Regions from separate parts of the Mus musculus genome. Here regions 1, 2, 3, 4 and 5 are each linked to region 6. A link is a contact called in public promoter capture Hi-C data. All regions are on one chromosome and are shown on one strand. Each heading gives the region's core, a stretch centred on a gene start, on an enhancer-like site or on the middle of the called end of the contact. The rest is flanking DNA. Distances are from core to core; before and after follow the strand shown.

What was found. Promoter capture Hi-C pulls out the DNA fragments that hold promoters and counts their contacts. Capture Hi-C pulls out chosen DNA fragments and counts their contacts.
Region 1: a promoter capture Hi-C map of liver shows a contact between it and region 6, with 2.6 times the contacts expected there. The contact joins the promoter of Dusp23 here to the promoter of Fh1 in region 6. A contact is called at or near these places in 4 of 39 promoter capture datasets (hippocampal neurons, maxillary cranial neural crest, pre-B cells and 1 more) and 1 of 9 other capture datasets (liver).
Region 2: a promoter capture Hi-C map of liver shows a contact between it and region 6, with 2.2 times the contacts expected there. The contact joins the enhancer-like site here to the promoter of Fh1 in region 6. A contact is called at or near these places in 5 of 39 promoter capture datasets (the C10 cell line, embryonic stem cells, hippocampal neurons and 2 more), 1 of 115 datasets of contacts at active chromatin or transcription factors (astrocytes) and 1 of 9 other capture datasets (embryonic stem cells).
Region 3: a contact with region 6 is called in a promoter capture Hi-C map of liver, with 3 times the contacts expected there. The contact joins the promoter of Cox20 here to the promoter of Fh1 in region 6. A contact is called at or near these places in 3 of 39 promoter capture datasets (the C10 cell line, liver and pre-B cells).
Region 4: a promoter capture Hi-C map of pre-B cells shows a contact between it and region 6, with 7 times the contacts expected there. The contact joins the promoter of Adss here to the promoter of Fh1 in region 6. A contact is called at or near these places in 4 of 39 promoter capture datasets (the C10 cell line, hippocampal neurons, liver and 1 more), 6 of 484 Hi-C or Micro-C datasets (B cells, CD4 T cells, CD8 T cells and 3 more), 3 of 115 datasets of contacts at active chromatin or transcription factors (astrocytes, large pre-B cells and thymic regulatory T cells) and 2 of 9 other capture datasets (adipose tissue and liver).
Region 5: a contact with region 6 is called in a promoter capture Hi-C map of pre-B cells, with 5 times the contacts expected there. The contact joins the promoter of Efcab2 here to the promoter of Fh1 in region 6. A contact is called at or near these places in 3 of 39 promoter capture datasets (liver and pre-B cells).

Annotation. Positions count from the first base shown.
Region 1 is chr1:172,631,119-172,635,315 of GRCm38.p6, forward strand. It overlaps Dusp23 (dual specificity phosphatase 23), which reads right to left and starts at 1,856. Exons shown (of 2, transcript NM_026725.2): 1 at 1,498-1,856; 2 at 1-708. The coding sequence starts at 1,764. The coding sequence ends at 523. It overlaps Gm35601 (a long non-coding RNA gene), which reads left to right and starts at 1,862. Exons shown (of 5, transcript XR_001779542.2): 1 at 1,862-2,023.
Region 2 is chr1:177,711,413-177,715,265 of GRCm38.p6, forward strand. All of the region lies in intron 3 of Gm30115 (a long non-coding RNA gene), which reads right to left. Among named protein-coding and RNA genes, the nearest start is that of 1700016C15Rik, 16 kb to the right of the region's middle. Within about 2 kb of position 1,504, at least 106 of the 459 cell types and tissues checked have an H3K27ac peak or open chromatin away from gene starts, as enhancers often do. A contact at or near this core is called in liver, where this site is marked.
Region 3 is chr1:178,317,470-178,321,599 of GRCm38.p6, forward strand. It overlaps Cox20 (cytochrome c oxidase assembly protein 20), which reads left to right and starts at 1,684. Exons shown (of 4, transcript NM_025511.2): 1 at 1,684-1,739. The coding sequence starts at 1,701. It also overlaps a transcript of Hnrnpu not described here.
Region 4 is chr1:177,793,848-177,798,121 of GRCm38.p6, forward strand. Adss (adenylosuccinate synthetase, non muscle) reads right to left here and starts at 2,662. Exons shown (of 13, transcript NM_007422.3): 1 at 2,365-2,662. The coding sequence starts at 2,547.
Region 5 is chr1:178,403,046-178,407,506 of GRCm38.p6, forward strand. Efcab2 (EF-hand calcium binding domain 2) reads left to right here and starts at 2,973. Exons shown (of 7, transcript NM_026626.3): 1 at 2,973-3,088. The coding sequence starts at 3,058.
Region 6 is chr1:175,623,720-175,627,794 of GRCm38.p6, forward strand. It overlaps Fh1 (fumarate hydratase 1), which reads right to left and starts at 1,916. Exons shown (of 10, transcript NM_010209.2): 1 at 1,732-1,916. The coding sequence starts at 1,854.

The DNA of each region.
Region 1 (4,197 bases), core at 606-3,105, 3.0 Mb before region 6:
CACTGCTGGTGTAGGAGTGCAGCGGCCTGAGGCTGCTTGGAGGCCATGTGGCCAGGGACATGGGTCTCCTTCACTGACCAGTTCTCCTCTATCACATGTCAGGGAACAGCACTTAGAATCCCATCATCCTCAGGATGACAAAGGTGTGTGCTGGAGTCCTGGCCTATCCTTCTGTTTCCCAGAACTGTGACCGGAGGCCTTTCTGAACTCTAGACACCTCATCCAAAGAACAGAAGTGGTTTTTTTTTTTTTTTTTTTGTTTTTTTTTTTTTTGTCTTTTCAACCACCCAGATGTATTGGGAGTGCTGTGTACATGCTATGCAGCGGTGATGAGTTCTTATCAGTTATTACCTCATTTTTGTGGGGTCTCGGCCATCCTGCCGGCCACGTTATGGCTTTGGGGAAGGACTACTTTTGTCCAATAGGAGTCAGAGGGACCTGAAGGATGCAGTACTTTAGTTCACTCCCCTTCCTCCCTGGCCGCAGGAGTTGGGGAGGGGGAAAGGCGGGCTGTTGAAGTCCTCATTTTGTTCGCTGGTAGAACTGGAAGACGGCCTTCTCCTGTTCATACGTCTCAATGGATCCTGGTCGCAGGCGCCGGATCTCAGCAATGGCATCTCCTGCGGCCAAAGCCCGCTCCTTCACCAAGTAGCAGGCTAGCATGGTGCCAGTGCGGCCAAAGCCTAGGGCACAGTGCACTCCAACAGCCTGTGAAGTGGAGACTGATGGAGTAGAGTCCAATGCCCTCCCCAATACTCCCCTGTCCTCACCCCACACATCACAGGCTCTCCAAGAAGTGACATCAAAGCTGTGGGAGGACAGGTGACTAGGAGGCCTCTGGAATGGCTGGTTCCAACTTGGGCTCTCAGCCTACATCGCCTGGCCTCTATCCTGTGCTGTCTTGTATAGTACATCCAGCCACTTGTGGTGCTATTTTTCCTGAAATGTGTCAGTCCAAACTGAGCTGAGGTGCAAAATACTTACCAGGCCCTGAAGATGCGGCATGAAAAAGACTGGACATGCCTCATTAATAATTTGTTTCATATTGATTCTATGTTGAAATAATATTTTTGACTTATTGGATTAGTACAAAATTAACTTCACCTGCTTCTTTTTCATCTTTTTCGTTTTTTGTTTTTGTTTTTTTTTTAAAACGTAGCTGCTAGTAAAATTTAAAATTACAAGTGTGTCTCTATGACATTTGGACCTCTAGTAAAAGGGCTTTGAACTGATTCCGTCTGACATAGGCGCTCCCTGGACTCCTGGAAGGATTTCACTTGACAGTACTCTCTCTCCAGCCTACTTGGCACCACCTCTCCTAGCAGCATAGTTGACTTTAGTCAGGGAGTGGGTCCATCTAGCTCCCACCCCACTTAGCCCTGTCACCCCCGCCCCCAACCCCAGGCTCTCCCACTCTTTTCGGACTCCAGCTCCGGCCCCGCCCACTCATTTCCTTCCAGGCCCCGCCCTCTCGCTCTGGCTCACGAGCGTGCTGACCTCTCCCCGGGCATTGGCCTCGTCCACGATCTTCACAAATTGGTCGATCTGTTCCGGGGACGGCGGGCAAAAGTCAGGGATGCGCATTCGGTGCAGCGTGAGGCCGGGACAGCTGTCACTGTGAGGGGGTCCGCGCTCCGTCAGGGACACCAGGTGCCGCACACCCTGGTCCAGCAGGAACTGGTAGTGCGCGGGCAGCCGGGGCAACGCCAGTCCGGCCAGCCGTCCCGGAAGCACCCAGGAGAAGTTGGGGGGTTGCACGCCCATCGTGGGGGGAGTTTACTCAGGGCGAGGCTGGCCTTTCCTACTCTGCCGGGAGATTGGGTCACCCCCCCTCTGGGGCTGGATTCCGTCCCCGCTCAGCACTTGCCCTAGCGGGCCACGTAGTCTCTTGGACCCTCCCCCGTGACGCTCCTCCCCACCCAGGGTTGGCTGAACAGCGGGGGCGGGGCTAAGACGGCTCCAAGGCAGGCAGAGAAACCCTACAGCCCAACGGACGCGAGCAGGGCACTCGTTGATAGGCTGGGTAATCAACAACAAGCGTGATTATTGCAGCGGGGAGTGAAGGCACTAAGGAAGCCTGGAACCAATTAATTGCTCCTGTAGAGAAAACAGCCCAGGGCTGGGCTCTGCTGCTCCCTGGTGGTGCGTTGGAGCTACTGCATCGTGGGCCAGCCGCCTAACGGCCTGGTCTCTTCATAGTTTTTATACAAGGGGTTTAAATAGTGATAGAAAAATCTACTTCTGCCTGGGCGCGGGTGTGAGTAGGTAATCTCTTCAATGACCAAGCAGTCATGGTTGCTGTCTTCTTGAGTTCTTGAAGTAAGAGGGAACTACTATGTCCCAGACAATAGAAAGTTTTATTTTTCTACTGCCGACAGTAGTTAAAGGATGGGGGGTGGGGAAATATGTGGCACTGGAAATGGTACTCAGGGTAATATAGTAACCACTATCAACAACATAAGGGTTAACAACATTTAAGCTTTTGCTTTGTGTTAGGTACTTGTGCAAATACTTTTTATATATGTTAATTAATCGCCATAAGGTAGGTGATCACAGTAACCCCATTTTAGAGATGAGAAAACTGAGGCACCGAGGAAGCTAAGGAAGATACCATTCTCCAGAATCTCTCTCTCTTTTAAAAAAATGTTTATCTTATGTATATGAGTGCCCTGTAGCTGTCTTTAGACACACCAGAAGAGGGCATCGGATCCCATTACAGCTGGTTGTGAGCCAACTTGTAGTTGCTCAAATTTGAACTCAGGACCTCCGGAAGAGCAGTCAGTACTCTTAACTGCTGAGCCATCTCTCCAGCTCCGAAATCTTGTTTTAAAAATTATTATTATTTTTATTTTATGTACATTGGTGTTTTGCTTGCATGTGTATCTGTGTGAAGGTGTCAGGACTCCCGGAGCTGGAGTTACAGACAGCTGTGAGCTGCCGTGTAGGTGCTGGGGATGGAACCTCTGGAAGAGCAGCCAGTGCTCTTAACTGCTGAGCCATTGTTCTGTCCCCCTCTCCAGAATCTTTTAATGGCACACTTTCCTACAGTCATCCAGGAAATGACAGTGTTACACAGCCATCTTCACATTCTTCCAAACATTTTGTGTTTAAAACCCTGGGTATTTTCTTAACCGGGGGCCTAGGGACATACTGACCTAAGCCCACAAGACCTGGGTATGAAGACATCCTACCCTCCCTTGGTTGCTGGTCATTAGGGTGAAAATCTGGGCCTTGGGAGCCATAACAAGCCAAGATGGGCTACTTGTCTCTTCAATGGGCCAATTAAATAAACCTGCTAGTGAAAGCGGGAGGTGGTTTATTCAGTGTGCTACATTAGTGAGAGAAACAAGGAGGTCCAGTCCCTACCACCCAAGTCTATCTTTAGGGTCCTGGTATGAGGATTAGGCTTAGGTAGAAGGTAAGAGTTATGTATAACTGAGTGTTCCTGGTCAAGGTGTGGTTCTCCATGCCCCCCTTCACCCTAGCCTCTGCTTTCGTCTCTCATACAAGGAGACAAGTTCCCCATCTCTCAAACACCAGGCTCCCAGTCTTTCCCTTCTCCTGCGTGAGGCTCTCGGGGGAAATTCCAGGATCGTGGAGTCCATTGTTTCAGCAACCGGGCAGCGGGAGGGCTGTCCACGGCATCAGCAAAATGGAAGGATTTCTCCTTTCCGAGGTGGATTGCCTGCTCTGGCTCAGTGGGAACGAACCTTGACGGCAGACAGCTGTGTCTGGAAGTAACATTTCCAGGAACTGTCCGTGTGGGCAGATCACTTCTTGGGTTCTCTGCTTTCTCTGTCTACCTTCCACGTGTCAGGGAAGAACTTTCCACGTCTCTCCTCGCCCTTCCGTGCACGTCTCTTATCTCCTTCCTATCCAGCTCCAAGCCTGTCTTCTCCAGTGGGAGGCAGACTCTCTTCTCTAATGAGCCCCTAGGCTGCTCTCAGTGTGTCCTCTCTCCTGTGGGTCTCTGAGGCTGAAAGGTCGTCCATCATCCTCCCTCCTACGCAGGCTTGCCTGTGGAAAGGCCAGTTAGCTCCGAGTGAAGACTTGCTCTCCCTTGTCTGCTCATCCTTCATCTTCTAGAGAGAGAAGGGCTCAGGGTCCATGTCTGAGCTGTGTCCCATTGCAGGTGTCTCCTTTAATTTTCTGTCTCAGCTGAGGGTTTCTGTAAGAAAAGCCACTGCTGGGCTCCTG
Region 2 (3,853 bases), core at 254-2,753, 2.1 Mb after region 6:
ACTCACAAAGTTCCTGGTGCTCATGAGCCTCCATGCAATCCTTAGAAAAGCTATCAGAGCTATAGAAGGGGTTAATAGCTAACTGGGGTGGACTCACTGGAAGTGTAGCTGTTACTCAGGGAGCTCCCTGTTAGCACAGTCATCTGTGAGTCACCCACACTTCTGTTATTAACCGCAGAGAACTTATGCACACCCAGATGGACTTGGAGGGAGTCCTGTCTCTGGTGTATTGGCACCCTGTATGGGAGAGGGCATAAGTAGATAAATGCTTCCCCCAAGGAAAGTCAGGCAGACTCCCCCCGAAGCCTTTATCAGTATCAGTCTTGCCTTTATCAGGACCAGTTGTATTTCCAACTGTAACTTCCAGAACTGTGAAATGACAACTTTCCCTTAGGTAAGTCCTCAGATAAGGTACTTTGGTACATTAAGTTAGGAAATTAATCTGCTGGCACATGGCTTGACCTTTTCCATCTCTGTGTTCTGACAGTTCTATATTTCAAATGCCTATTTAACTGCTTGGATTATCTGAAGTCAGAACAAAGTTACTCAGTGCTGGAAAGGCACTGTGTGGCTCTGGTTCAACAGAGAAAGAGAGAAAGACAGACAGAAAGAGAGAGAGGGGGGGGGGAAGGAAGGAAGGAAGGAAGGAAGGAAGGAAGGAAGGAAGGAAATGGAAAGAAAGGAAGAAAGAAGGAGGGAGGAAGAAAACATGTGGTAATGTGGCACTTGGGAAGCAGAGGCAGGTGAATCACCATGAGTTCAGGGTGTAATGAGTTCCAGATCACCTCAGTGAAACAAAGTGAAAAATCCAACCTCCCCATCCTCATTCCTTCCTATATTTGCCCTTGATAGACAGCTCTTAACACAATTTTCAGCTACGATTAGTCCTGTCTACTCACTAGAGTATATTGTATTTCTTATACTTAAAATAAATTTATATTATATAGATTATAAATCACAACCCAATTTTTGAAGTCAATGGATGCCAGAAATATAGGTGCCCAAAGCTAGAAACAGGCATAATATTCCCCTAAAAGTGGAGCTACAGGAGGTTTTGAGCCACTTGGCATGGGTGCTGGGAACTGAGCTATGGTCCCCTGGAAGAGCATCAAGCACTTGGTGATAAACATGGTTAATCACTGAGCTGTCTCTAGCCCCAACACAGGCTTCCCTTTTTTTGCACAAAGTTGTTTCCAGTTCAAACACTCAGGTACCTACCAACTTCCTTAGGGCATCTACCGCCAGTTTTGCTCATTATAGTGTAAACTTCTCCATCCAGTTTCCATTCTGCCATGTTTTATGAAAACGCAATGCATGATTTCCAACTGAGCATGCTTGGGAATGTGTCTGCTTCTACGTGTGATGGTAAGTGTGATGACAAGCCTTTCTTACATGAGTCTGTGGGAGTTTCTCTAGTAAAAGCTCCTCGATTCCCTTTGCCTAGGGAAACACTGTACAGGGAATAATCTTTCTCCATCTACTCTTTGATTTGGTTGTGTACTTTGTGCTCATCAAAAAAAAAGAAAAAAAAACACTATTGCATTTGGTTTTGTAAACAAGCTCCATGACGCACTACTCTGTGTTGTCTTTTTGATTACTCTCAGGACTTCAAATGAAAATCTAAGCTTCCTGTAAGCCTTCAAGGAGCCCCATCAGCACAGGCAGACGCCCTGAATGATGCTTGGCTATGTGGCAGACAAAGTCTTCTGTGACTGTAGCTGTTTATTTCTCTTTGTTCAATGTGTTCATCTTTCATTTCTTTTTCTTATCTGATTGCATTGGCTAGGACATTCAGTAATGTTCAGTAAAAGTATTCTTGATTTTAGATAAATGTCAGGGCTGGGGATATAGCTTGGTAGCAGAGGCATGCTTGGTATGTGTAAGACAGATCAGTTTCCTAGCACTACAGGCGTGTGGTCTACAACCGCCTTATGGTTGTTTGAAAACATACACATTCATAGGAGAAGAAAGCCCGTTCTTTTTTTTTTTCTTCTTTCCTCTTCAAACTTTTCAATTTTATTTTTGTAATTTCACTTTTGAGAAAGAACCTGGCTATGCTGCCCAGGCATACCTCCACCTCCTGGGCTCAAGTGATGCTCAAGAGAGATCTCTCTCCCCTTCCTGGTCAATTCCTGAGCCCACAGCAGGGAAGCTGTTGAACCACACACTGAACTCTCTACTTTATTTACCGAAGCAACTAAAAGCTGCCTAACACACCCAGAACCTGGATTGTCTTGCTAGTTGTATTGTTTGCTCTTAACACACCTAGAACCTCAACTATCTTGCTAGATGCATCATTTGCTCCTGGATTTATCCTATCTTTGTTAAGCATGGTGTTCTGTCTGTTTATAGTAATTTGTTTTGAGCTTCTGAGTCCTTGCTGATGGTTATGACTAACTGTTTATCAACTGCCAAGAGATGGATATTGAAACCTCCAGCAACAATTTCAACATTACTTCAGTGTCTATTTCAAATAGATAATTTTTGCTTCCTCTTTGAAATGCTCTTACTCAAAGCACACACAAATACATCTTTCCCGATTTATTAACCCTCTTATCATTATTATTGATAACACATACAGTTTTTTAACCTATTTTATCTGATATTTATATGGCTATTTTAACCTCCTTATGCTAACTGTTGGTGTGCTATATATGTTTATAGGCTCTTGCACTTCTCTTTGTGTATTTATATTTTAGGGAAGTCTGTAAAGAGTTCAGAGTTGTGAAACAGATACTTTGTCTTTGTTTCTTGGCTCTTGTGATACTTAATCTTCATTATTAACTTGACAAGATTTGGAATCATCATAGAACGAAACTCTGTGCAGGTCTGGGACTCCACCCTCAGTGTAGGAGGTACTGTCACATGAACTGGGTGTGGGACATTCCTTTCTCTCAGTTCTTGACCCTGGATGCAATGTGACTAGGTGTCTCTCATACCGGCCACCACCCCTTCCCCACCAAGATAAACTGTAGCCCCAAACTGTGATCAGAACAAAACTTTTCTTCCTTATTTCTGGGTGTGTCAGGTATTTCATCATAACAAGAAAAGTAATGCAGTCCACGATGCCTAAAACCCTTGAAATCTCTAATCGGTGTCTCTGTGTGCTAGCGAGTTAACTGATAGCCAGGAACTCTTAGGAATAGATGGGAGCTGGTTGTCAGGGGGATCAACTGTGATTGCAGCCCTGGTTTCAGACTCACATTTTCCCATTATATAACTTGTCAGGTAAGGAGAAAGGTTCAGGCTAGAATCACCAAAAGTCAATGATATAATCACCTGTGCCTTTGTAGTAAAACTTCCATACATACTGAAAAGTATCAGGTATGGAGAGGGTCTACATAGCTGGATACATAGGTACTCAGAGGGTGGGCCGTTGGAAGGAGATGGAAGTTCTGCATGGCTTCCCACATGCCCTCTGTATATTTATCTGTACATTTTATAAAATCCTTTGTAATAAGTTAATGCAGGTACACGTGGTTTCCCAAGTACTGTGAGCTGAGCTAGCAAATTAATGAAACTCAAAGAGGGATTGGTAAACCCCAATTTGCAGCTAGCTGATCAGAAATGTAGGTGATATCAATCAACCCAAAGTCAGAAACTGCCGAAGTAAAAAGACTTTACTAGTGATGGTGGGTCTTAGAAACTGCAACTTATGAGACTCAGGATCATGGAATGCTCCAAAGAGCCATTTCCCCAAAGTAGGCAGGAAGAGTGGGAGCTTATAGTGTCTGTTGAATGTTGAGAAGGACCAGGCCATGTGAATATCAGAAGAGGAAAAAATAATATCTACACCAGATGGATGTGTCCATAAAAGAGGGATCTCAGGATACTGTTACGTGCATCCTAACCT
Region 3 (4,130 bases), core at 434-2,933, 2.7 Mb after region 6:
AAGTGTCTTATCTCTTTTGTTACCATATAAAACTCATAAGACTGTAACACTTTTATGTTGAATATGGTTTGGGGGCAGTTTGAATCCTGTCCTTGGGTCATGATCATTTACATTTTACTACAGAATAAACTCTATTCTCTTCAAAGTCGTTTTCTTTCATCCACACCTTCAGGGAGAAGGAGAAGGGTGAGCTTGTTACTTTTCATTATTAACTGTTAAAAGACAAAACTGAAAAATATTCTATTTTCGTTAAATTAAGAAACTTTATCGAATCCATGACATTTTTCAAACAAGTGAAATGGACTCCAACTCAGTATACTCTAGCAACGTCTCAGTCACAAGTAAAACGGTAACGCCATTTCCTCGGTATTTTTCCCGTTACGTCCTTTATACCGCAATTAGGAATGCAAAAGAATTCCTCTCTCCTTTATGGAATATTACAACCTTAAATATTACCTTCCAGACAAAAATTCAAAGCCTGGCTAGCCAAGAATTTCAGTAGAGTATCCCAAACTGTCAAGATAACAGTTCCTTTTCTAGTCCTAGTAATATTAGAGCATTATACACTTTGTAACTGTTCAGCTTCCTTAAAAACAAAAAACAACTTACTACGCATAAAGAGAAATATAAATCACTTTTACCCCCTGGGATTGGCGAAAAGCAGTTAATGAGCATGAAGAATAAGACAGTAAGCAGTCCGCATGGTAATTAAGATGAGACCCTCCCAGCTAACACTGACGGGCAAGTAGCGTGCAGCACGTTACATGAAAGGCGGCATGACTCTGCACAATGACAGGCCGGGACATTTTCCGGGGAAGGGCCGTTTGGAACGGAAGAGGCCAAATCGGGAAATAGGTAAACAAAGAAAGGCAAAAGGCCGGGGCCAGGACATTAACCCGAAAACGGAGTCGCCATCGCCTGCTGAACTGGCTGACACTTGGACCCAAACGACCCACGGTCTGGGTTTCTACCCGCTATGTCACCGTCGCGTCACCCACGGCCTCCCTCCCGAAGGAAGGCACTTGCCGCCTGACGCATGCCCCCTAGGTAGCGGCCGCCTCCATTTTGTCCTGAGTCTCCTCCACGCGAGCGGCGCGCTATTTTTAACCTAAATCTGCGGGCCGGAGGGGGAGGGGCGTGGGCCTGGCGGGCGCTGGAAGGCCGCCGCGAGGGACCGAGGCGGGGGTGCGGGAGGTTGTCAAGGTCACCAAAGCTAGGACAAAGGACAAGCTGGGAACGAGGCCCGCGGAAACAGCGCCAGGCGACTTCCGGCAGTGCGGGGGCCGTCAAACCCGGACTCCCGCCCTCTAAGAGGACAAAGCGGCGCGCGACGCGCGGCCCCGGCTCCGCCCTCAGCGCCCAGCACGGGGACGCGCACAACGGTTGAAATGGCGGTTAAGGCGGAGGAGGGGCTGAGGGAAGCGAGTTTCTCGGTGCTCCTTGACTCGGGCCACCCTGCCTGCGAGACAGGAACCGGTGGCGCTTCTCTAGGTTGCCACCACTCGCGTTCCTCATGGTCGGTTGCGGGTTGGAAAACAGTGTGGCCGGTTCCATGGAACAAAGGAGTGTGCCAGGGCGGGCTTCCGGACAGCCCCAGGAACGCTCCCTAAGATGGCCGCCGCCGCGCGGGGATGGGGTGGGCGGAGCCCGTGTTGCTCCCGTCGCGGGCCTGGGCGGGGCGATGGAGAGGACTGGTGCCCATGGCGGCCGCCCCGGAGCCCCACGAGACGGAGAAAAAGGTAATGTTCGCCATGGGGCAAGGGGGGGTGGGGGGAGGTGTGCAGTGCGCAGGCCGCGACCCGGTTTCCTAGACCCATCCCATAGCCGCGAGGTATATCAGCGATCTAGTCCTCATATCCCGGATATATCTAAATTGCCAGTTAAACTAGTGAAGAGCAGGCCTGCAGGGTCAGAAAACGGAGACTAATCCAAAACTAGCATTGGATTTGGTAGAAAGGGCTAATAAAGGGGAAATGAAAACTCTGGAGAGCTGGGCGTGATGGTGCATGCCAGTAATCTCCACTTTGAGGGCTGAGGCAGGGGTGAGTTCTGGGCCAGCAAGTGAATCAGTCCTTTTCCTTGCACAACACAGGAGCGCACACTCACAGGTAAGGTATAGATTTGTTAGTTCAATGTGAGAACTGCAGTTTGACCTCTTATTAAAAAAGACGAAATCTCCACTCTGCATGAAGCCGACATCCTACTGGGGTAACGGGACAGTCGAATTTCATCCATTTAAGCCAGCCGGGATAAAACTGCAGTTTGGCCATGAACTGCTAGGCCTGATAGAATGGCTACAGGAAGGTGTCCCAAGTGGAGACTAATTAAGCCATGGTCAAGTGTCTAAAGATGTCTTTTGTTAAACAACTAAAACACTACCTATCAAATGAAAACTTGCTAGCACAAGTAAGGTCAAATGTAGTGTTTGCTTCATAGCTCATCTAGACTTGCTGAAATTGAACAGTGGGTTTGACAAAAAGACTCTGCTCTGAAAAATAAAGCCATGAAGGCTTGGGATGGGCACACCTTTTAACCAGGCACTTAGGAGGCAGTGAGTTCCAGGATAGCCAGGGCTACAAAGTAAACCTAAAACCTGTCTCAGAAAAGATTTTGGAAGCAAGAGAAACTACTTGAAAATACTTTGATACTTTGGTCGGTTTGCAAAACCGACTAAGACCAAATAAGCAGATGAATAGTCTCACAAACAGGGAGTCGAATAAATGGTATTCAGCTGATAACAGGTCACAAATGTTAAATCCGTAAAAGGAGGGGACACTGCTACTGGAACGTTGCTACTGCCAAATCCCCAGGCCAGTGGAACAGCAAGCCAATTACTGTAAATGTTTTCTCAAGATTCCCGGTGAGATGGAATCTAAGTGTATCTTTGCCTAAACAGTGGCCATGAGCGTGTGGGTACTCAAGTAAAATCAGGAGCATCTAGTTAATATAGTCTTGCAAGGCAACAGAAAAATGGTAGTATTAGGACTTAAGATGTGGAAGCAAGCGCAATCCTCAGAAGGTAAAGGTGCTTATTTACCACCTCTGTTCAAGTCTCTGGAGCTCTTGTGGCAGCCCAAGTCAGACACCCACAGATATAACTTACAGAATTTAAAATCCTTTCAAATTTAAAATCCTTTCAAATGAAAGGATTACAAAGCAGTCCTTTGGGGGGGGAGACTGGTTGAGTACAATACAAAACTGGCTTTTAGGACCACTGATGAGCTTGCCACAGGAAGCTTGAAAGATTTAATGCCAACCAGGTCTCCTTTTGCAATGACACACTTAATGGAAAAGGATGGACAGTCAACTTGAATCCTAGTTTTCTCTTGAACTGGAGTTATGAAACCACCATGTAGGTGATAGGATAAGCAAGGAATCTCTCACAAGAAACCCAATTTTAAGCTATCTGAACTAGGCAAGAATACAGGTGGTAGGTACATAGGTACAACTGGTTTCACTAACGCTACCAGAATGTCTCCATGTTCATCATGTACTGGATGCTAGTTGGCATAGGAGTAATTTCCAGAGATGGTGTGAACTCCCCAGTAGACCTGTAGTTTCTTATTTGAGAGTTTGATGATGAGAACAGCCCACAATGATTGATTGGGTGTATGATTAAAAACAAGAGAAGCAAGTCATCAGTGAAAGAACAATTTTACTTTAATGAAAGCCAGGTTACACACGTTCAGGCAGATCCTTGAGCTAAGGGGAGTGCAGCTCTACCCTATCTTTAACCGAACCTAACATGTCTTTTACTCCATTCCCCACCAGTGTTACGTTTCATCTCTTATGCAGTCATCCTCTAGAAGCATTGAGTGGCATTGCAGAAAACATCTGTGCTTCCAGGGCTGGGGTACAAATAGAGAATGGCTTCTTTTCGCACATGCTCTGTCATATAAGTTATGTGTAGTCTTGCATCCTCAAGCTCAGACTGACCTCCAATTCACAGCAATGTAGTTGTGGTTCTTCTTGCTGTGGTTTCCTGATTGCTGGGATTACATTACAGTCACAAACCACCAGATGTCTAAGACTTGCATGAACAGAGTGTGAAAAATGTTTTGACCCCCATCTCTGAGCCAGTGCTGAGTGACATGTCCTTGGAAGACTGGTCACTTCATGCTAGAGGTTAA
Region 4 (4,274 bases), core at 1,412-3,911, 2.2 Mb after region 6:
GAAATATGGAATGAATACACACACACACTCCTCTCTTCCTCTCTCTCTCTCTCTGGAGAAATGGCATGTACACTCTAACACAGGATACATTTTATTAATATAAACCTGTTTGAATATATACTTAATTAGCATATAGTGACTGTACAAATGGTTGACTCATTCTGACACGTTAACACAGATGGATCATGTACTTTGATCATATTCATCACTCTTTGTCCCAATCTCCTTTCTCCTTCCTCTTTCCAGATAGTTCTTTCTTGTCTTTTTAAAATTTTCCCTTTGGATGAGGAAACATACTACATTTGTCTTTCTAAGTGTGTCTTACTTAGCAAAATGTTCTAATTCCATCCATTTTCCTGTAAGTGACATAATTTTTTCTTTATACCTAAAACCCAAATTATGAAATAAACTCAAAAATCAATCCAAGCCCTAAATGTCTTTCTCCACTCTATACATTCCACTATCTTCAGTGTTGTAACTACGAGAACTTCATTAAGTAGATACTGAGTTACTAATGCTGGTCAAGTAAGTTAGTTACAAAGATGAATCATCACAAAAGAGAAATGCTACAGGGTCAATGGTGCCATTAAGAACTTGGGAGGCAGTTCCAGGCCACCCAGGACTACAGCTTGAGTTCCAGGACAATACAGTGAAACCCTGTCTCAAAAAAAGAAAAGGAAGGAAGGAAGATAGATGCTTAAAGTCTATTCTTTACCTTCTTACAGCTAATGAGATTAGTAAAAATTCTAAAGCACACAAGAACAAAATGTAAGGACTATGTAAGTAGTAAGGAGTTTATAAGAGTGAGAAGTCTGACCATTTACTTCTCGGCTGGCCTCCTCCTCAATCTTTCCTCTGGGGATTCCAGAGTCATCAGATCAGACTGATACATGACCTCCCTCAAGAACACTTTCTTGGTAACATAGTAACACCGACAGTCTACAAACTGATTCTATAACTTTTTAAAGGTCTATTATTTTGAAACCCTTTTAGAGAAGTGCCACAACGGCTTTGTACAACCACACACTACTCCTCGACGCAGCTGGACCTGTGCACATTTTCAAGTAAAAAAGCAAGCAGTCCTCAAGTCCATCCTTCTGCCCCGCAAGAGTTTAGGCGCTTTGCTAAATCTTCAGCCCAGCTACCAGATCTGATTTTAAAAGTGAAAGGTGAAGGCTGGGCTTTGGATCACCTCCTAGGCGAGTCAGATTCCAGGCCAACACCTGTGAGAGCACCATTAAATATGCATGTTGCCAGACAAGCTGCTGGAAGAGAAAGAACCTGTGAAAGAACCCTGTGAATTGAAGAATGGTGGTAAAGCGGCAGTTGGAGCAATAGGGCTCCACACACAGTAAAAAGATGACCCAAGTCAAAGCACCTGGCCTTTTACAGGCCGGTTTCTTCATACGTTTCAATTTTAGGTAAAAAAGCTTTCCACGATTAGCCTAGACCACAAGGCACCCCCACACAAAACCATGTACCTTCAGGGAGAAAAAAATTCTTACAATCTAAATACGCCACCATTAACTTCCAACACTGCACCTTGTTTTGAATGTGGGAACTGCTCATTTATTTTGAATTCTGAAACGGGGATGATAGTTTTCTGAGAGCCTTTTTCAAAGGCCTACCCTCTAGGCTGCTTCAAAGCAAATGACTAATAAGAAAAAAAAAAAAAAAAAAAAAAAAAACTAACACTAAAACCCACGTGTCTCCGGGTAGGAAACACTGGATTTCCTGAAAGTCAACTTTTTATATTACCGAAGCATTGTAAACATTTCTAAATTATCCGACTTGAAATCTCCGTATTTAGTTGCCTCACACTCACTTTTCAACTTACTGGGGATTCCTTAAGGACCGGTGAGTAATAAAAACAGATCTCCCCTTAATAGTAGTCTATGAAATACGAGTTAAAAACAAAAAACAAACAAAAGCACCGGAGGGCCCCAAACAGTCTCATCGCCCCGTAGCGGATTCTGCTATCAACAAAGTGGACCGATGGAGGCGAGGTTCTGCGTGCCTAAGCCTGTAGGTAATGCAGTGCTGAATCTCGATTTCAGGGAAATTGGGGAAAAGGACCCTTCCTAGTCCGCGCCGGCGGGTGGGCCTGGCCGGGTCTAGCCAGAGTCCCGAGCAGGCCTCGGGCGGAAGCTCCCTCAACTCTGCCCGCGGCGCACCGCCAGCCCAGTCCCCAGACCCCGAAATGCAGCTCCAACATCGCGCATCTTCCAGGTTCCTCCAGAGTCACCCGGAGCGTCACCGGAGACTCCAGGGCAGGGGTTCCCCGCAGCTCCCAGCCCGAGGGACGCACCTCAAGGTGACACCTCACCGCGCCGGCCGTCCCAGAAAGGGCCCGGCTTCCCTCACCTGGCAGCGGCACACGATGTCGGCGTCCTGCGCCAGTAGATCCACCACCTTCCCTTTGCCCTCGTCGCCCCACTGCGCTCCCAGCACCACAGTCACCCGGTTCCCTCCGGACCGCGCCCTGGGGCGGCCACAGTCGCCGTTGGGCAGGGAGGTGGCCGCCGGGCTGCTCTCGGAGATCGACATGGCTCCCGGCAGGGCAGAAGAGCCTTAAGGAGACGGGGCAGGAGAACGGAACGTGAACCCAACTGCTGCGCCGCCACCAGCCACATGCGGAGGAAGAAGGAGCCAGAGGCCGGCCCCGCCCCCGCCCCGAGGGCCGCCACCCTCTCTCCAGGCCCCGCCCCGCGCTCCGCCGCCCGCCCGCTCAGGGCGGGACCACACTTGGCGCAGGCCGAAGCCTCTGCGCGGCCCGCAGGCGCCACGGCCTCAACTGCCGCCACCCCAGGGCGGAGGCCACACCCCATCCCCGGCTTGGCGCGCTGCTCCGGGGAGAACCGCGCGAGAGCGGAGGCCAGGGGGCGGGGCTAACGGAGAGTTCCGCCCTCTGTGCCCGCCCACCAGCCTCTGGCCTTTCAAACTCGCGGTAGGGAAGGGGGTGAAAGAGTGTGGAACTACAATTCCCAGCATGCAATGCTCTGTGAGATGGCCAAGGCATGGCACCACAGTGTCAGGGTTGGCTGGTTTCGGTCTCTAAAAGCCAATTTGGTTTTCTGTGTCTAAACACTTGGGTATCTTAAAGAATGAAATACCCTTACAAAATGTAAACTGGGATTTAAAAATATGTGGAGGCTGGAGTGGAGCCGAATAAATTTAGAACTGAAAAGGGACTAAAAGTGCAAACTAAAAGCAGTAAAAATGAAATCTAGAGATAGCATCCTAACTCTTCCCATTTTTACAGTATCTGGGGCACAAAGATGAGTCAATTGCCTATGTCATATCCGAATGTACCTGGGTTATTTGATCCCCACAACCTTAAAGTTTACAATATTTTGTAAAATACGTTCGTTCTACAAAACAATTTCTCTTCTCCCATTTTTTCTCTGTTGAAGTGTTGGAGATCAAATTCAGAACCTTGTAATTTGATGCGAATACTGTACCACTGAGTTATTCGCCCCCCAGACCTTCGAACTCTTAAATAGCTTATCAGTTCCTCTCATGGGCGTTAAAATGGTACTTTGGACAGTTTGCAGATTGAGTAAGCCTAGGTGCTTCTCAGTGTTTTAATTGTAACTGATTACAGAGTGTGCCTATTGTCTATCTAATGTGGGTTTATCTATGTATTTATTTACTTATTTATATTATTTGTGTGTGAGAGGTCACATACCATGTTGTGTGTCTGTCTGTCTGTCTGAAGGCCAGCAGAGGGCCTCAGATCCCTGGGAGTCAGAGCAACAGGTGGTCGTGAGACATCTGAAAATACAGCTGTTCTCAACCTATGAGTTGAGACCCCCTTAGGGAGTCAATCAACCCTTTCACAGGGACTGCATATCAGATGTCATATCTGTTAGGTATTTACATTATGATTCACAACAATAGCAAAATTACAGTTATAAAATAGCAGTGAAGTAATTGTATAGTTGGGGGATGGGGCAACCACAACCTGAGGAACTGTATTAAAGGGTCACAGCATTAGGAAAGTTGAGAACCACTGAGACAACAGGTGCTAAAGAGGGAATCCAGATGCTCTGGAAGAGCAGCACGTGCTCCTAACTACTGAGCTGCCTCTCCAGCCCTGATCTAATGTTCTCACTGCAACCCAAACTGTGACATTAAATTTTGGTAAAGGAAATAATTGCTTTGAAAAAAGACTAATAATAAAGAATGTAGCTCATTGCTTGCTAGCACATGTAAGACCTAGGATTTAATACTCACCATTACAAACAAATCCATATGGCATAGAATCATATCCT
Region 5 (4,461 bases), core at 1,723-4,222, 2.8 Mb after region 6:
CCTTTCTTTCCCACTACCTCTGATGGGTGGTGGGCTAGAAGGGAGGTTAAAGTATTTAAGAATCCATATTAAAAGTAGATTTGAAAAAAAAATAAGCGTACATTAACCAAGTTGGAAAATTAAATACTTAAAATAGGCTCCAGTGAGGCTAGGTACTGTAAATATGGGTAAGTTGTGTCTCTTGTCTTCAAAGTTGGAGAGGGAGTAGTTTTTTTGTTTTTTTGTTTTTTTGAGATAGGGTTTTTCTGTGTAGCCTTGGCTGTCCTGGAACTCACTCTGTAGAGCAGGCTGGCCTTGAACTCAAAAATCTGCCTGCCTCTGCCTCTCAAGTGCTGGAATTAAAGGCATGCACCACCACTGCCTGGTCTTTCTTTCTTTTTTACTACCTGCCCTGCAGTATTTTTTTTTTTTTAATTTGGCTTTTTGTTATAGGGTCTTAGACTATTGCGCAGGCAGACCTTGAACTTTCAGAAATCTTCATCCCAGCCTCCCAATGCTGTGACTATAGGTGTGAATGCTAAACCTAGATCAACAGTGTATTAACTACCTAAGGTCCAAGCCTTTTGGTTGTAGTTTCTTTTTATTGGTGCTGGGGATTGGACCTAGGCTTTTATGAATGGTAAGCATGTACCTTTTACAGTTGAGTAAAATCTCCATCATCATGCTGACCTTGAACTCACTGCTGTATGAGGGTGACCTTGAACTCCTGATCCTCCTGCCTCCATCTCCCAACTTCCTCACCTGATTTGATGGTATTGTTTTAAATTTTCAAGAAGAACTCAAAGGAGTACAAACTAATATGATTTAGAATAACTAAAATGAAATACTTTATTAGTTTAGTAGAATGTACAAAATGTTAGGAGGGGAGTTACAGAGAAATTTGCTTAACTTTTAAATGTTAACTAGGTCTATGAACAAATGCTTATGTAAGGATTCCATTTTTTTACCATGTGCTGCCAATACTTTTATTGATACAAAAATATAAAGCAAGAGGAAAATCTGTCTTACAGTAAGTTCATTGAATCTGAGTGGCTTGGAAAAGTCATTGAGAACACTAGCTTGTTTTCATTTTTAAGACCTATATTATTTCAGATTAGATGTCAGTGTGTGCACCTGAAGTTCTAGAAACTCATGAAGGCTGAACAGAAGCATCACTTGAGCCCAGGAATTTAAGACCAGTCTGAGCACCTAAAGAGAATCCTTCCTCATACAAAACACTAAAGCAAAGACACAAACTACAAGCTACAGGTGCGTGCGCACACACGCACACACACACACACATCTCTCACACACAATTCCAGTCAGAATGTCCCAGTGTATAGAACAACGTTACTGGCTGGAAATGTATGTGGTAGAAACAAGTAAATAAAATAAAAGCACTATAAACATTTTGAAAACTTTGCCTATGGGACCATTGAAGAGGAGGTAAAGATAAGGGGCAGGCAATGCTCAGGGTCACCTTCCATCAGGAAGGGACAGTTCTCTTCCTTCCCATACTTGCTACAAAGTCCTTCATCTTCAGGGAGAGTAAGGGGAACACACAGAATGTAAATATTAATATAAAATAAATAAAATATTAATATAAAATAAATAAAATATTAATATAAATTACTCTTCCATATTTTGGGGTGATTAATTTACTGTATGCTTGAGTTCATCTTGGAAGTCTTTCTTTTCTTTCTTTTCCTTTCTTTCTTTCTCTTTCTTTTTGTTTTATTGTTTTGTTTTTGTTTTTGTTTTTGTTTTTTTGAGACAGGGTTTCTCTGTGTAGCCCTGGCTGTCCTGGAACTCACTCTGTAGACCAGGCTGGCCTCGAACTCAGAAATCTGCCTGCCTCTGCCTCCTGAGTGCTGGGGAAATTTGCTTGATATGCACCATTTTCTGATTATTCAAATTGTAGTTAGACACTTCATCAAATCTTTATTGCCTATAGAAAAAAATATTTTAATGAAGAGTACAGTTGGCCTGCTTTGAGGGTTCATTCACTGAGATTACAGAACTTCGATGAATAAAAACTAATAATAAAAAATAAAATACTGAGATGTAAAGTGAATAAATAACTATATTAAAGAAAAATCAAGACAAAACAAAGGCCTCTACATTTAGTTACTTTTACAAAAATATTTAAATAAGTACACATATACCATGAAATTATCATTAAAGATTAAAACTAGATATTAATTTGAGTCACATTGTTAGACATTTCAAAACTGTTGGGTTTTTTTTGTTTGTTTGTTTGTTTGTTTGTTTTGGGGGGGTTTCATTTAAGGGAGAATCTTAGTATTCTGAGCTTATCCATCAAATAACAAAACACGCGATAGCCAAGTTTCTCAGTACTCAAAATTCTCATCGGAAGGTCATGCCAAATTGCACCATCAACATACAAAATGTGTGTATCCCTGAGAACAGACCGTCAATTTATTTGTTGCTATGAGAACACTATTTTGTATCAGAAATTGCAGCCTTGGCGACGCAGTGTTTGCGCCTATTTTGCACATGTTTTTCTACAGCAAGTCCTCTCTCTCTCTCTCTCTCTCTCTCTCTCTCTCTCTCTCTCTCTCTCTCTCTGCGATCCCGGGGAAAGGCTGGGCTTCCTCCTGCACTGGCCCATGTCCGTTTTCGCTCCAGTTCCGTGACTGGCAGAGTGGCTCCGCTCAGGAGAGGGTGACGCCAGAGAGCCACAAGGCCTGGCTCGGGTGGGGTTGGGGTGGGCGGACGCTTTTCGGGGAGGGACCGTGTAAGGGGCCGCCAGGTCTGCGCCCGGTTCTGGGGCGCACCTGAGACGGCCGGGAAAAAAAAAAGCTGAATAAAATAAGTAATTAAAGAAATGAATAAAGAAATAAGCAAGGCACACTACGTCCTTGACAGTCACAATCAGGCCCAGGCGGGTTCCGGAGCCTTGTTAATAAATGACGCCCCTAGGCCCAAAGAACGCGGGCCTCGGTTCTGGTGGGGGCGGGGATCGGGGGGCCACCGTGCATCCAGGGGCTTTCTCCGCCCGCGGGGTCCCGCAGGGTTCGTGCTGGATGTCTCCCGGGCGACCGGCTCCGCACCAAGATGGCGGAGGAAAGGGACGCGGAAGGGACAGGTAGGACCCTGCCTGGGGTGCCACGACGTCGCCTCTGCGCCTGAGGAAGCGCCCCCCGGCCAACATCTTGAGCCCCTCGGCGTGGCGACAGTGGGCTGAAAAGCGGCGCCAGCCCGCGTCCCCACCGTCCGCCCTCCCGTCCCCTCGAGAGGTCTGCGCGGGCTGTTGTAGCCCCCGCCGGGGAGGTTCATAATGGCGTCCTTGTCCCTGGCACCTCCCCTCCCCGTGAGGGCGCCAGCCGCGGTCTGGGTGGGCTGTGGGTAACCCGGAGGGCGGCCTCATGGAGGACTGGAGCTGCGACTAGAACCTGGCGGGATCCTCTGCGGCTGTGCCGAAACCCCGCCCAGCCCGGCCCAACCCGGCCCCAGCCGCCTCCATTTTGCCTCCTCCTCCGCCAGGCGGAGCGCAGCCTCCAGGTCAGACTGGGCCCTAGCGGCCCGGGTCGCGCTAGAGCCTTGCATAAGGAACACGCACTTTAATCACTTTAAAGAAAACCCAGCCGGGACTTGTCGGGCCGCCCAGACCGGCCGGGTACCCGAGAGGCCTCAGGGGACCCGAAAAACTAATGTTTCATGTTGAACTGCAAGACCTTTTGAATTGTTGCTAACCCAGCCGAATGACTTAAAATCGGATCTGTGACTCAACAGCCATTACGTGATAAATTGACAACATCACCGCTAAATAAATAGTCAAGCAAGCCCTAAAATAGTAAATGGCAAACATTGCAAAAAAAGTGAAAGTAACACTCCATCTTTGCTGACTCTCTCCCCTCCCTCTTGTATTCCCCCACCCCCACCCCCACCCTCTGGTTTGGAACACAGTAGTTAGGTTAACAACTAATATTTACACGAGTTGTTTAGTCCATTGTCATGGTGATTACAGGAACCCAGCAGGGAAACTTGAGACCCTAGATTTTTTTTTTTTTTTTTTTTTTGGTTTTGGCTGTCCTGGAACTCACTTTGTAGACCTGGCTGGCCTCGAACTCAGAAATCCGCCTGCTTCTGCCTCCGGAGTGCTGGGATTAAAGGCGTGCGCCACCACTCCTGGCAGCTAGAGATCTTATTGATGACCTGTGATTTATAGATGGTAAAATTAATCTCAGAAGTCGGCATTGTAGTATAGAGTTTTAACTCTACTAAGGTATCAAGATTTTTGTGGTGCTATTTTAGAAATGGAAGGTTTTATTCTACTTTTTTGTTGTTGTTTTTACAAAGAATATGAAGTTAGAGGGCAGGGAGTGTCGGTGAGGTGTTGGGGGAAGGGAAAGAATATGATCAAAATATGTTGTATAAAAAATGTTTTAGGTGAGTCGGGGGTGGTGGTGCACACCTTTAATCCCAGCACTTGGGAGGCAGAGGCAGGCAGATTTCTGA
Region 6 (4,075 bases), core at 666-3,165:
GAACCATCTCGACAGCCCTTTGTGTAATCTTTGCCAACAGCCTCTGCATTCTAAGCATAAATGAACCATCATATTTACATGGCCCCAAGCAGAGAAGTCGTCAACAATGCGTCATACCTCCACATGACGCACTTCAGGTGAACTCTTAAGTGTCCTTTTAAATAACAGGGCTTCCAGGGTCATGTGAATTTCTCAATACTAGAGAACAACTTTTAACAAAATCAGCAGGCTTGCTGGAAATTACAAGGGGGCTAAAGGGCAAGAAATGTCCTTGGAACCATGGAAAAAGAAAAGTATACTGATCCTATTTTCTGACACTATAACCCTAAGCAAGAAACTGCTATTTTCATATTTGCCATGATAGATTCATTCCATTTTCCTGTTCCCCTAAACAAGCTTTAAAACAAAAAGAAACCCAGTCTTTTTAAAAGAGATTTTAGAATGCATTAAAATCACCAGAGCAAAGTTCCAGGAACTTTAAGCAACCTGGACTTCATAGCTTCTTTCCAAGATTTATGTTAGTGTGTGTCTGTGTGTGCATGGGTGCATATGTGTGTGTGTGTATGTATGTTTGCACACACGCATATGTCGAGGTTATTAAGAGTGTGTTACAGGTCCCCTAAAGCTGATGTTACAGGTGGGTGTGAACCACCTGATGGATTCTTCACTGGTGTCATCTCCCAAGCCCCAAGACGGTACAGAGTTGTCATTCAAGCGTCTAGAAGTTGAGAGAACGTCTTGGCCCTTTTAAGGACACTAAAGGAGGTCTAATTAAGAAGCACAGTGTTTTCCCCAAGTTCTATCTTGCTGAGCCTCTGTAATTATCTCAGCTTTACATGTAGAAACTGGACAAAGCCTGAACGCAGCAGTAGGACTTGAAATCACACCCCACACTACAGAAGACATGCTACACTTCGGAGTGGTCTTCCTAACTATTCATTTCTCAAACTTTTCCTAACAGTACATACACACTCGCATTTTTCGTTTTCTAAAGAACTCTAAACAGTACAGGGGCTTAACGAAGCATGCCATACCTTGGACCTGGCCCCTTAAGTTCCTTTAGCTGTCTTTCTGAATACAAAATCTTGGTTAGGGCAATTGTTCGGTCCTATCCAATCTGCTCAGGCATGCTTCCGAGTACTTATGTTCCTAGGTCCACATTTATGGATTTCGGAGTTTTACACCCAGTTGTGAGAGAGAACACATGTAACCTCACAAGCTAAATAGTCAAGTTAGTAAGAAGCAAAGCCTTTCCGTTCAGAAGACACACTGGCTTCATCCACTTCGAGGGCCTGAAAGCAGGAAAGAGCACCCTGGTGGACCAAGAAGCCAGACCCTAGCCTAGGGGAGCATCCTGTCTGTGTCCAGCCAGCAGGGCTTGCGATCTGGACAAGGAAGGGGCTTCCCCTTTCCTCGGGCTACTCCTGCACCCCGGCATCCCCCACCCTCTGCCTCCGTGCACGCTCTTTCCCAGAGAAGGTGTCCTGGACCGAAGGCCTCTGCAAGCTCAGGCATTGGGCAGGTCTGCCCTGACACTCAGGCTCCCCAGCAGGAAGGAGCGCGTCCCTCAGCGCTGCCCGCAGCCCCAACACACTCGGCTGGAGGCCGCGTCCGGGGCGGATGGTGAGCGTGCTGGCCGGCGCCGAGCCCAGGCGCGGCCCGCGGGGACACCCGGGACACTCTGACGTGAAGGTCACCCCGGGGAGGCCGGGTCCCGAGATGCCCGCTCACCATTCGCGCGACGTTCGGAGCACACCGCGGGAGGGTGGTCGCTTCCCCAGACACTGCAGCACCGGCGGACGGAACCCGCAGGAGGCGACGCGAGCGCGCGAGGAGACGGAGTGCGCGGTACATGGTGCTGCTGTACGGGGGTGGAAAGCTGAGCCTGAGCCACGCCCCCTAATACGTCAGATTCCGGCCACGCTCGTAACCAATCAAACGCCTCTTCCTGAGCATGTAGGACGGGACTAACCATGACTGGCCAATAATAACTAATGGGGCGGGTTGCCTTCCCTGGGCCTGTAGTATGGCTGTTTGAAGTCCTCGGGTTCACGGGAAACTAGTGCGGAAGGAATCATGGGAAAAGACAAGAGGCGGGAGGTCAGATCTTCCGACAATACTTCAAATGTGGCTGCTAGGAGGCAGGAAACTGGCTGAAGATGCCTGTAGTACTAGGTCCGTGAGACAGCCTAGAAAGAACATGTTATCAAGTTAATATTTATCCTGCAACCACCCATGACGTGCAGCTGTATGAATCCGTGTCTCAAATACTTATCTTCCTAGAAAGTGCCTCAAATTTTAAACAAGGAAGTAGTAATCAATTATCCCACAATGCTCCTAGTTGTCATTTTGGAGTCAATTTTCCTGTCATTTTTTTAAAAGATTTATTTTATGTCTATGAGTACATTGTAGCAGACTTCAGACTCACCAGAAGAGGGCATCAGATCCCTCTTATTGTGATGGTTGTGAGCCACCCTGTGGTTGCTGAGAATTGAACTCAGGACACCTGGGAGAGCAGTCACTGCTCTTTACCACTGGGTCATCTCTCCAGCCTTTTCCTCTGTCTTTTAACATGTCCTCTGATAACATTTATAATGTGTCCACATTCCTTGGGATTTTTCATCTCTGATTTTCTTTGTGGTTACAGGCTAGGGAAAACATTGCTTAAATGATGCCAATGGAAAAAGAGTAACTGATAAAAAAAATTGTGTCTCTTCTTTTAATTTTCTAATGCAGAATCAGAAGACAGTTAAAGAGGAAGTTCTTCAGGAAATGAGAGGCTTCAATTTATAGCCTCAGCACTCTAGATGCCACGGTAGGGAGGAGTTGAATTCAAGAATAACCTTGGCTTCATAGTGAGCCTGACACAAATGCACTGTTGACCTGCAATCTTCACACTTGAGAAGTGCAGGTAGGAAGAATAGTAGTTCAAGGCCATCCTTGGCTACACAGGGAGTCTGAAGCCAGTGTGGGATACAGGCCACCCTGTCTCAAAATAACACAAATGAAATAAAATAAGTAAGAATAAGACTAATAGCTGAGCTAAATCAATTAAACCAGTACCGGTGGGTTTTCAGACCTCAGTATCTAGTTCTTCCCTCTCTCAACTAATGGCTGAGAAATTTTTAGAGTAGTTGGTGAAAGGTAGAACCAAATTTTCTTTAAAAGTTAGGTTAAGGGGAAAAAGACAAAGCAGTAAGATAAAGTACAATCATATAAAGCAGTGTATCTTCTGCCCGAAATGTTACACTTTTGCCATTAAAGAGCAGCCACAAGAGTGTGGTGAGTATGTGTGTATGTGAGTGTGTGTGGGTGTGTGTGAGTGTGTGTGTGAATATGTGTGTGTGTGTGAGTGTGCGTGTGAGTGTTTGTGTGCATGTGTGAGTGTGTGTGTGTGAGTGTGTGTGAGTGAGTGTGTGTGCGTGTGTGAGTGCGTGTGTGTGAGTGTGTGAGTGTTTGAGTGTATGTGAGTGTGTGTGTGCGTGTGTGAGTGCGTGTGTGAGTGTGTGTGTGAGTGTTTGAGTGTGTGTGTGAGTGTGTGTGTGAGTGTGTGTGAGTGTTTGAGTGTGAGTGTGTGTGAGTGTGTGTGTGTGTGTGTGTGTGTGTGTGTGTGTGTGAGTGTGTGTGTAGGGGGATCTCCTGGGTTCCAGCTGAATGAAAAAAACAACTGAAATGAAAGGAGGAGGACATGACTACTCCTAAAGTAAGGAGAGGATTTTTATGGTAGATACAAGGGAGAAAGCAGAGAGAGGAAAGAGGCCAAGCTGAACAAGGCAGGCAGAGGAAACCAGGCCATGGGAGGAAAGGGGGCAGGGGATGGGATGGGGGCAAGAAAGGAGCTACTGACAAAGACAAGACAGGTAATCAAGCCAATAAATAGGCTAAGAGAATGATGTAGCCAAAATGGCTGACTTACATAGGGAAAAGAGCTGTGCAGGTGGAAGCCCAGCTCTCAGAAGTTTAGAGGAGGGAAAGGGTTGAAAAGTGCTGGGAGGAGCCCCAGATATTGCTTTGATATGTTAATGACAGCTCAGCCATTTCTCTGAGTTTCTGAGACCTAAGGCCTGTCTTCTGC